Linked DNA regions of Bombyx mori: region 1 is linked to region 2. The links are chromatin contacts, called in public Hi-C maps. All regions are on one chromosome and are shown on one strand. The core of a region is the stretch at or near the end of the contact, and the rest is flanking DNA. Distances in the headings are between cores, read along the strand shown.

What was found. Hi-C and Micro-C count contacts between places; a contact is called where the count stands out from the background.
Region 1: a contact with region 2 is called in a Hi-C map of whole pupa, with 4 times the contacts expected there. The contact joins two enhancer-like sites. A contact is called at or near these places in 2 of 7 Hi-C or Micro-C datasets (both in whole pupa).

Annotation. Positions count from the first base shown.
Region 1 is chr3:11,522,801-11,528,549 of ASM3026992v2, reverse strand. LOC119630755 reads right to left here. Exons shown (of 3, transcript XM_062674474.1): 3 at 4,570-5,749. Among protein-coding and RNA genes, the nearest start is that of LOC119630755, 9.7 kb to the right of the region's middle. Within about 2 kb of position 3,654, at least 6 of the 8 cell types and tissues checked have open chromatin away from gene starts, as enhancers often do.
Region 2 is chr3:11,051,295-11,057,299 of ASM3026992v2, reverse strand. LOC101737512 (protein jim lovell) reads left to right here. Exons shown (of 3, transcript XM_004931636.5): 2 at 1-109; 3 at 3,463-6,005. The coding sequence ends at 4,106. Among protein-coding and RNA genes, the nearest start is that of LOC101737512, 38 kb to the left of the region's middle. Within about 2 kb of position 4,044, at least 6 of the 8 cell types and tissues checked have open chromatin away from gene starts, as enhancers often do.

The DNA.
Region 1 (5,749 bases), core at 2,405-4,904, 470 kb before region 2:
TGCGTGTGTGTGTCAAATACATGGTAGTATGTGTAATGTTTACTTTATTGATTTAATGTATCTTTTATGCATTATTTTAAAAAAATATTAGCATTGTGCACTTCTTCTCTATATTCTCTATAAGTGTGAAAAATTTCATACTCCTCCGTCCGCGCAATTTTCGTAAAAAGGGATACAAAATTTTTGCTTCACGTATTAATATATAGATAATTATATGTACTCGTTACATTTGAAACAAGCCTGACGTCATACGGTAAATGAAAATAAAAATTTAGAGCTCTCCAATTTGAGACTAGTGTGCTTAGTGCGAGTTTTTTAACATTCTTGATAGCGTAAAACGTTTGCCACGTTTGCCGCTAAGTGCGCTGTTCCAACTGCATACAAATTTGAGTTAACTCTTACGATATCGAGAACGTTAAAAAACTCGCCCTAAGCACACAGCTCTATTTACGTACAAAAATATACGCAAATAAAATCGATATGTGTAGTCTTCTCTATAGACTCCGTAACAGTTGGACCAGTTTCGTTGATATTGTCGAAGAAAAAAAATACGAGATGTAATAATTAAAATGAAACTATACCTTGAGCGTCACTTATTATGGTCCAATTTCGAACGGATCCTAGTTTAAGCCCGAAATCCGTTAATATGTACTTCCAAAAAAATATTACACGGATCTGGCTGAGATTTCCAGAAAGTTCTGGAGAAACTCCCGACGTAGGAGACACAAACGCAGCTCATAGATTCGACCGCCGATCCGAAAGAGTTAATAAGCCATCAAATTGTCAAAATATCATTATCGCCTCATTGTTCTACTGATTACCGTCCGTTCGGTGACGTTCAATCAGATACGTTTGTATCTTTAATTGGGATGTTTCGGTACCGTTTCGTCTGATAGCTTGTTTGTGTGATATATTATAGATATGTGTGTTGCATTAAAGTTTTTATTTTGTGCTCTGTTAGGTAAATGTGGATAAGATGCTTTTTTTCCGGAAAGTGAGATTTCTCGTGGCCCTAAAGTATTTCCAGTTCTACCAGGATCAGTGGGCGAGCACGGGCTCTGAGAGATAATATATTATATACCGTTCTGCAGTATGTCACCGCTTTTTTGCGTTAAGCAGGTTCATGGTACATATAGCGTCATGCTAGTAAATCTAACATTTTTCAATGGTGGTGGACCTTTTGTGAGTCCGCACGGGTAGGTACCACCGCCCTGCCTATTTCTGCAGTGAAGCAGTAATGTGTTTCGGTTTGAAGGGTGAGGTAGCCGCTGTAACTATACTGAGACCTTAGGTAACAAGGTGTCTCAAGGTGGGTGGCGCATTTGCGTTGTAGATGTCTATGGGCTCCAGTAAACACTTAACACCAGGTGGGCTGTGAGCCCGTCCACCCATCTAAGCAATAAAAAAAAAACATGAAAATTACAACCTAACCTTGATAAATGAGATCAACTAACTATCTCGAACTTTTTTTTAAAGAGCCTGACACCTCCACGGTAGAATTAGGATTCGTTTTTGATGACACAATATAGCATAAAATCTAAATATTGTAGAGATTAAAGGTTGGGACGGCAAAGGGAAGATCTTCGGCCGAACGTTATTGTTCGGAGCTTGTTTAAATGTAAGCTTATCTTGAAAGTATCGTAAGCAAGATTCACAGGCATCTGTCAAATATCTTGTGTTCTATTATGGCTATCGCCACAGGGTATTTACGATTGTGCACTCGATTATCCCTATAAAATAAAAAATTAACAAAAGGCAGTTGAAGCTGACACTTGGCCCACTGCATCAGCTAGCTGGGTTTCTCGGTCTTACTAAATCGAAAACAAAAAAACCGAAACATCACAACGCGAATGCGAACGCTCGCCTTGAAACTCGCAATCTAAATTCGAATTGTACTCTAATAATGTGCCAAACCTGACACTTGGCCCAGAGCATCAGCTCGCTGGGTTTCCCGGTCTTACTAAATCGAAAAAAAAAAACGGAAACATCACAACGCGAATGCGAACGCTCGCCTTGAAACTCGCAATCTAAATTCGAATTGTACTCTAATAATGTGCCAAACCTGACACTTGGCCCAGAGCATCAGCTCGCTGGGTTTCCCGGTCTTACTAAATCGAAAAAAAAACGGAAACATCACAACGCGAATGCGAACGCTCGCCTTGAAACTCGCAATCTAAATTCGAATTGTACTCTTATAATGTGCCAAACCTGACACTTGGCCCAGAGCATCAGCTCGCTGGGTTTCTCGGTCTTACTAAATCGAAAAAAAAAACGAAAACATCACAACGCGAATGCGAACGCTCGCCTTGAAACTCGCAATCTAAATTCGAATTGTACTCTTATAATGTGCCACAATTCAACGGAACTCATGATTGCTCGTGAGCAGTTAACAGCCACTAAGACTGGCATGATTACGAAAATATATAAATCGCACGATTCCGATTTCATTTGACGCAAAATCAGCGCGAATAGTAACTTGCAAACGTAAATTCATATAGGTGTTTATTTTTGTACACTGTTGTAGGAATAGGGTAGGCTTTATCTAGGAATTAATGGTGTCCGTAAATTACGCTAATCATACATGGACAGATGGACTGCGAATTGACAAGAAAGAGAATTGAAGTCTAACAATTCTTATTCCAAGTCTTATTTACACCCGAAAGCGCCAAAACACAGCTCCAACACGAAACAATTCCGAAAGATTCAGTTCAACCAAACAAAACAATAGCGTTACAAAATTTCTAATTTCCAAACGATTTCATTAAAACGTACTTACTCGTACAACAATCGAACAACTAAAACAAAATACAATTCGAATTTCCAAACTCGACCGGCTACTCCGAATTTCGAAACTAAGTACGAAACACGATAATCCTAATCGATACATCGTTATATCGAGTTATCGAATCGAATAGAATATATTAATACGTGAGAAACGTTCGAGTTAGTTTGGAGATGTCTGCCGTTCTAAATCAGTGCAACAATGCGGGTAAAGCCTGCTACGATTCGCTCCTAGGTGGATGCTCGCTTAATGTGGATAGTAACGATCTTTTTTTTAAATTACGGCTTCCTTTATGATGTTTCCAGTATGTCTTCCATAACAATCACAATTAATAAAGCACAAGAATTAATTACGCAACAAATTAGATGAGGTTTTCAGAATTTTAGTATTGCTCTCTATCCTAAGTTGTTGGTGATTAGGGTGTGGTCGTTGTAAGCATTTGGCGATAAAAATTACTTTACTTGATAGCGAGGTGTGAATTTCCATCTGTTTTTGCATAGTACAGAACATTACATGTTTCCACCCAATCCCAACAAGTATTAAGATAATTATTAATCATTATTAACTTCAATTACTTTAAAATGACTCTCTACTTTATAACATGCAGTAAATTCGAAAAGTAAGAATTGTTAAAAATAAAATAGCGTTAAAGCGAGGTTTGAGGCGTCTTAAGCAGATGACAACGGCTTGGCTATCCGCCTGGCATTGCTGATGTCCCAGAGCGATAGCCACGATTAGGTGGGCTATCATCTCAATTATCCATCTAAGGTATGAAAAATAAAATTCAATGTGTATCCATGTTAATCGAACGTGAGCGGAGACGCGCGGACAGTAGACATCACAAAGTCCGTTCGGGCTTATCTCGCACTGCGCATTTCCCGCTGCAAACGCGCCAAGTATGCGTCATTCTGCACACCGTACAATCATGTATTATGATCTGCATCTACAGCTAGCTGCCTTTGAATGTTGTTTTTGTGCTGAATCCGAGTGTTCTATTCGTTTAGCGATCATAAAAATTCGACTGATTCCGGGCAGCACAGTTCATTGCCTTCTATAATTATATTCCGTAATTTTTAGACAATACCCCTAATCGAATAATGTAAATCTAAAAATCCATTTTTTTTTAATTTTGGTTTGGGATAGTTATGTCAACGTCGACAAATCGTCATCTTTTACTACAACAACATAAAGCTCCCAAAATGCTTAGTCATTACTTTTTTTAATACTGTTTTTGTATTTTAACTGAATCGTTTTTATGTATCCGAAATTTTTAATAACGATTTCAAACTAAGAACTGGTACTAATATGCTATAAGTCGGCAATAAAACCTTTAGCGATATAAAAAACAAATTATCAGAACGAATTTTCGTTTCAAGCGTAAACAACTTAAGGTATTTTACGATAAAATCGTTTGTTTCGTGTAGATAAAAAAAAAACCCATGAAAATAAAAGTCAGACCTCAAGATACTATTAGTTCGTTTCGTGTGAAATGAAATGTAAAAGTCTAGAAATATTTTTATCGATAAATAGACCGTAGTTAGCACAATATTTGAGGAATTATTGGTCCGTAAGAATTCGAAATGTCGGAATTAGAATAATGAAAATTAAAAAACAGGAGATTAATCCGTATAATTAGTTATATTTGGATTGAAAAAATACAAAAAAAAACATTTAATTAGTTTTATTTGAATTGGAAAAATGCAAAAAAAAAAGACATTTTCAAAATATCCCGTCCGACAATAATTCCTTAAAGCCTTTTACAAGCATCACCGACCGTTTAAACCAAACAATATGATTTCGAAATATGAGACTAACCGCGTCCCATCAATTTCGAACTCGGAGCTTGCCTAACAATATCCCACATCGGACGGTCGATCTAATTCGCTCATCCCGTGGGGCGCGAGCACGCGTTCCGCCGCGCGTGACTCTCGCAGACATTTTATTACCATAATTTAAAACAAATATCTGATTGTGTGCCGCGCATTAAAGTGTTTAGAGAACAGGGATGCATCTATCATTGTTGCCCTTGTATTATTCGCGGGGAAAATCTTGAAACATATAATCTATGTACTTTGAAAGAAAGGCAACAAAAACAAATTATTGTCGTTGTTAATTGTTTCAGCATGATAATTTTGCTGCTTGCCACGCCATTATTCCTAGCGATGAGTTCATTCAATTAATTATTAGGTATGTAAATATCCATAGATTATTTGCGAAGATCGAAATACGACAGAATTAAATTAAGTTGATATTTTAAGGTAGAATTTTTATATTACGTTAATTGAATGAAATGTAATGTAACGAGATGAGATGAAATCAAATAATATCACAGCCAAATTATTAAAATTTTAGTGGACTTTTTGAAAGAACCAACCGATACAACGTCCAGCGACTTTATTTCGTTTCCACGCTTTGCACTATGACAGATGCGATTGCTAATAAACCACCATTGTTACACGTTAACTCAAAGAAAAAAAACCCTAACGAAATAAAACAGTTTATAGAGCCTTGCTTCTCGCCTTCCTGCCAAAAACAGCCGTAGATAGTACACTTATTATACATATAAGACTAATAGCCAATACTAATAAAGTATAATCTGTGTCAAATTACAATAAAAAACATGAGGACGGTAAGTAAAATTCTTCGATAATGAATAAGTATGTTTACTTTATTTAACAGAAAAACGTATGTACTGGCATTACTGTATACCCTCATTATATGACATTACTTTGACAGCATTGCCGATAAACATGCCAAGAAGCGGCAGTATCCACATTGTGGTGCTTTTGAGCTCTACTAACCGATAAATACTAGAGAGGACGAAGGGTTCGTCAGCCCATCAACGCCATTAAATATTGCAATACCAAATTTTTTAAACATTTCCAATTCGACTTGACAAAAACCGCCCTTTGCACATTTCCATTTGATTTATATTTGTTCTCCTATATTCAATACCTTAAGCTCTGA
Region 2 (6,005 bases), core at 2,795-5,294:
CTGGGCCTCTTCCCCCCCGGGATGGAACACAAGATGTACCCGCTGATGGATGTGGAACACCGGGCGCCGCCGCTCGACTCACAACTATTCACTAACGTTAAAAAGAAATGTAAGTCATTTTATTGCGAACTATCCTCGAGAACTAGGGAATAAAATGAGAAATACTCTCTTACCGACGCATGATGCTGAGAAGTATAAGTGATATTTTTTTTTATTGCTTAGATGGGTGGACGAGCTCACAGCCCACCTAGTATTAAGTGGTTACTGGAGCCCATAGACATTTAGAACGTAAATGCGCCACCCACCTTGAGATGTAAGTTCTAAAATCTCAGTATAGTTACAACGGCTGCCCTACCCATTCAACCGAAACGCATTGCTGCTTCACGGCAGAAATAGGCAGGGCGGTGGTATCTACCCGCGCGGACTCACAAGAGGTCCTACCATCAGTAAATATATCGTCTTTTCGCATTAAAAGTGTACAATTTCCAAAAATATTCGAAATTGAGTTAATATGCGGAATCATTTGGTATTATAACCAGTATTTTTCTCATAAATACTGTCAAAAGAGCGTAGTTTAGTTTTAGTTTTTTTTTTTAGGTTACTTATGTTTTGACTACTATTAACAAAATTAAACATAATTTTACTTCGATCACGAATACTATTATTGATCGAAGTAATTTTATCTTACTTTAATAAACAGATAATGTAACTCGTAAAATATAAAAAATAAATGTTACAATGATGATTAATATTAAAAATATCACATGTTAAACCTTTAAAACACTCTCCTGTAAAATTAGTAAGTTTTAAGATTATACACTTTTAATTCGAGAAGACGATATGTCAACATAGCTCGGTAGCAGCGGCTTGGCTCTGCCCCTGACATTGCCGACGTCCATGGGCGACGGTAATCACTCACCATCATATGGGCCGTATACTTGTCTGCCTCCAAAAGCAATAAAAAAAACCACAAAGCAAACTCCTATTAAGCTGTAATAAATAATAGTTTAAAAAACTAACAAAATACGCTTTTATAGAAAATCCAACTAAAAAATAGAAAATAAATTTGAATTTAAAATACTGTAAGAAAAAATGATTTTATTGTAAAAAAAAGCGTGGGCGCATGGTATCAGTAGTTATCAATATTTTATGAACAGATATGAGTAGAAGGGTTATTTAGATAATATCCTGAAAAGCACCCCCGCTTTTTTACAATAAAATCATTTTTTCTTATACTATTTATAATTCAAATTTATTTTCTATTTTTAGTTGGATTTTCTATAAAAGCATATTTTGTTAGTTTTTTTAAACTATTATTTATTTCTCATTTTTTAGTTGAATTTCAATTTTTTCCATCGGTCCTTAATAAGTATACTAAATTTCGAGTTAATCCGACGTTTTGAAGGGGGTCAAAATCATGTTCAAATATTCCGTTACATACTAACATACTTACGTCTGAAGCTAATAAAAGCGTATTAAAAATAACTAGTGGTCCCGCAGTAGTCGACATTCGACTTTAATCAATTGAAATTTTATGTTTAAACATTATTATGGTTCTATTGTCAAATACTATTATACTTATATAATAAAATCACAGATTTCGCCAAAACTACCCTATACATAAATAATAATAAAAACAAACAATATTCATCTATTCTTAATCTGACCACAGACTTTAAACACTAACAAAAGTTTGACTATTGACAATAAACAAAGAGTATATTTATATGTATGTGTTGTGACAAATACATGGTAGTGTCTCTATTGTTTTCTTTATTGATTTAATGGATCTTTTAAGCATTATTTAAAAAAAATATTAGCATTGTGCACTTCTCTATAAGTGTGGAAAATTTCATACTCCTCCGTCCGCGCAATTTTCGTAAAAAGGGACACAAAGTTTTTGCTTCACGTATTAATATATAGTTAAACATTGTTCCAATATCAACGTTCGTATATTTTTAGGTTTTAAAATAGTCAGTTAAGAAATAAGGATCCGATTTTGAAATCCTTCATGTTCGTGAAACAATGCCTCGTCTATCTACAAGTTATAATGTTCATCTGATGTGAGTGAGCACAACGACTCCGATCGAATGAATCGAACGTAGAACAAGTAGCCCGATAACAATGCAACGAGCTTTAATAATGCGAGATGCGCATGCAGCATCCCATCACACATCTCGGAATCGCGCACCGCTAATGTTAAACGCCCATTGTTTCCGAACGCAAATGTTTATTAAGACGATCTGATATCGTATCGGTTAGGGGAGCAGACAGTCTAACGTGTGCTTTGAATGCTCTTCTACGTTCAATGCTACTCGATCGATTAGTGCCCATCGTTTACCGCAGACATGCATGCCGCTCTTGCGTCAAGCTTGCGCTAACGAATTGAATTTTTTTTATATTTATTGCTTAGATGAGTGGACGAGCTCACAGCCCATAGACGTCTACAACGTAAATGCCGCCACTCACCTTGAGATATGAGTTCTAAGATCTTAGTATAGTTACAACAGCTGCCCGACCCGTCAAACTGAAACGCATTACTGCGTCACGGCAGAAATAGGCAGGGTGGTTGTACCTACCCATCCGGACTCACAAGATACCCAAACACCAGTAATTACGCAAAATAAAATTTTGCGGGTTTTGAATTTTGTTACGCGGTGTTATTCGCTTCACCGTGGAAGTCAATCGTGAACATTTGTGAAGTACGTATCTCATTAGATAAGTTGGTACCCGCCTGCGGGATTTGAGCACCGTTGCATCGCTAAATACGAATGCACCGGACGTCTTATCCTTTAGGCCACAACGACTTCAAGTCTTATACCACGTCTTATATTTACGGCCACGTCTTATGACACGCGATCTATTTAAACTAATACTAATTTCCATAACGAATCATCGTCCTCGAATTAGCTGTCTATGTGAGGCGATATCACGACCGGCGCATGCAGATCCGCCTTCTTTTCAACAAAACTGGTAACGGTCGCGTGCTCGCAACGAATTAATGAGTCGCCGCCGACGGCATGTCGCCGAAACCCGCTCATTTCGCCGACATGACGGTACTGAGTTATTGCCGAAACACGATCATTAAGGAGCTGTGCATAAGCTAATGTCGGCGGCAGCTTACACGGCACATGTCGTGTCGCTCACTAACCTATACGCGATGACTGCTCAATCGCACGTGTCTTTAGAGGTTTATTTCACAGCTGTTGTATAGCAGTTCTCTTACGCCGTTTCCTACCTACTGAGTTTCTCGTCGGATCTTCTCAGTGGGTCGCGTTTCCGATCCGGTGGTAGATTCTACGAAGCACTGCTCTTGCTAGGGTTAGTGTTCGCAACGTCAGGTTTGAGCCCCGTGAGCTAATCTACTAGTTAAAGCAACGCTGAAATGGTCTCTCAAGACCATCAGTTTGGGTAGGAAAAACGCCGTTTCATATTCATTTACATGCATGTTTTGGTTAACAGGGAGACCAAAAGGACAGCATAGCGCGCCGCGCGGTGGCCCACCTCGATCCTGGACAAACGCAGAGCTCACGGAGGCCCTGCAGCATGTGTGGAACAAGAAAATGACGACGAGCCAAGCTTCGAGAATATTCGGTATCCCGTACAACTCTCTGCTCATGTACGTGCGAGGCAAGTACGGGAAGAGCCTCAAACTGGAGCAGCTGCGGAAAGATTGCATTGGAGCGCCCCTAGACGTGCTCAACCTCAACTCCGGAAACAACAACAACAACCACCCTTCAAGTAAGCATCACGATAAAGACGACCACCAGAACGTGGGCCAAAGGCCGTCCAGCTCCGAGCCGGACATATCGTCCAACCCGATGTTCAACCCCTTCTCCCAAGGATTCTACCCGGAGTTCCCGCCGGGCTTCCCGATGCCACTGAACATGCTTCACTTGCTTCCGCCCAACGAGAAGGCAAGGGAGTTGTATCAGTCGATGCCGATGGCTCTGGACTCGCTGTCCGGCACCAAGGAGGAGGACTGCAAGAGCGACCGGTCGAAGGAGAACTCTGCGGACGAGGAGGGCGACACTTACCGCGCGCCGCACCCCCCGCACCCGCCCCCTGACACTCGCACCCTCCTGCATCACAACGGTCAGGACTAACTCCCGTCGCTCGCGGCGAACGCGGCTGACGAACGAATCCACATCTCACCCGCGTATCTTTATCGAAATGTTTTCAAAAAAAAGGGACTAAAACTGGAATTTAGTTAGTGTATTTTAAAAGATCTCATGTAAATGTCGTAATTATAATGTTATAGTTTTTTTATAAATTCGTAGGGGATAAATTAATCGTTTAGTATATAGACACAACAACACTCGTATTAACTTCACGTGTAATATCTACATAGGTGTGCTTAGTGCAAGGTTTTTAACTTCTCGATCGCGTAAAACTTAACTCAAATTTGTATGGAGTTGAAAAAGCTTCCCTTTGTTTGCCGCTAGGGGCGCTGTTCCAACCACATACTAATTTGAGTTAACTTTTACGTAATCGAGAAGTTAAAAACTCGCACTGAGCACACAGTACGTTGCCGCGTTGCGCTCGAACGCGACAAGTGCGATACTTCTATGCCTGTCTGTTTAAAATGCACCGAATAGATTTCAGTTTTACGGACGATTACGTATTTTCGAACCTTCTGGATCCTCCGGGGCCCAACGGGGCTACGTCCAAACTTTATTGAGTATTAGTTAAATTTATTAAATTTAAAAGATGTGTTAATATTGTAAATGTATATTGAGTATCGCGTAAAATAATGAATAAGCGATAATTTATTCTGAAGGAGTGCAATAAGTATGAAATGTGTTGTGATTGTTACTTGTTACTTAGGACATTCCCTATTCTGTTGTACTGTTAACATTCCATTTCAACATTCCTTGTATTTAGATTAAATCGTTTTATGTTGTGTATCTTGACCAAAATCAACAAGGCCGGCCATCTTGTGAGCGAATGGCGCGAAAACACACTGGCCAGTACAAATTCTATTTTTGAATCACACGTCATCTACTATTTTATTTTTCTTATATTGTGGTTGTGGTCTTAGAAATAACCAACATAAATTTATATCCTGTGTAATATTACATTAATGTGGCTGTAGATACGTGTTAAATGTGCGGAATATCTGAATTTCACCAAAGTTTGTAAAATATTTCGTAATAATAGTTATTGTATTCGATAATTTATAAAAAAACAAAAAACGATTTTTGAATGTAAATATTTTAAATGGTAAATTGATAAAGCAAAAAAAAAGTATGAACCATTAATTCGATACGGACATTCAAGTGTCTAAAATGGTATATAGTAGTGTATTTGTAATTGTTGTAGGATTTAGTCGTGAAACGGTACGTAGGTAGATCACCGGACCAAAGGTGGTCAAGATTATAAGAAAATTCTTTTATTCTACACTTAAGTAAAACTAAGCTAAAACTACGTACTTAAAGTTTTAGGGGATGCAGACTACGAACTCGATACGCACTCGTTTACAAAAATACATATTAAATTGAAAATCAACAATAGACTTAACAGCAAATGCCAACACCGACTAAAGAATTTGTTTAGAGAAACCGTAAATGAAGACGTCCTCGTCCAATTCGTAGAAAAGTAAAAAAAAAAAACAAGATGACAACTTTCATATATATCGTACAAATTGGCCAACATTAAAATATCAAAACAAAGAAACAGTGCGCGCCAGGCGAAGACAAATAAACGTATATCGGCACTTCAATGTTCAAATAAAAAAGAGCTTTCAAGATTTTAGTGAATAATGAACGTTAGATTAAATAACAAGGTTCAACCCAGGCCTGGCTTTAGATAATTGTATACTATTACATTTAGAAATTATATATTTACTAAAGGCAACAACTTTAATATGTCGTTTTTGACATTCACTTCGACGGATTGATCGGACAATGATCTCAAACGTTAAAAAAATTTAATCGAATGTTAAAGCGGCACTTCATTTCAAGAGACTTAGGGTCGATTCGACCAAACAAGAGTAAATCTTATTC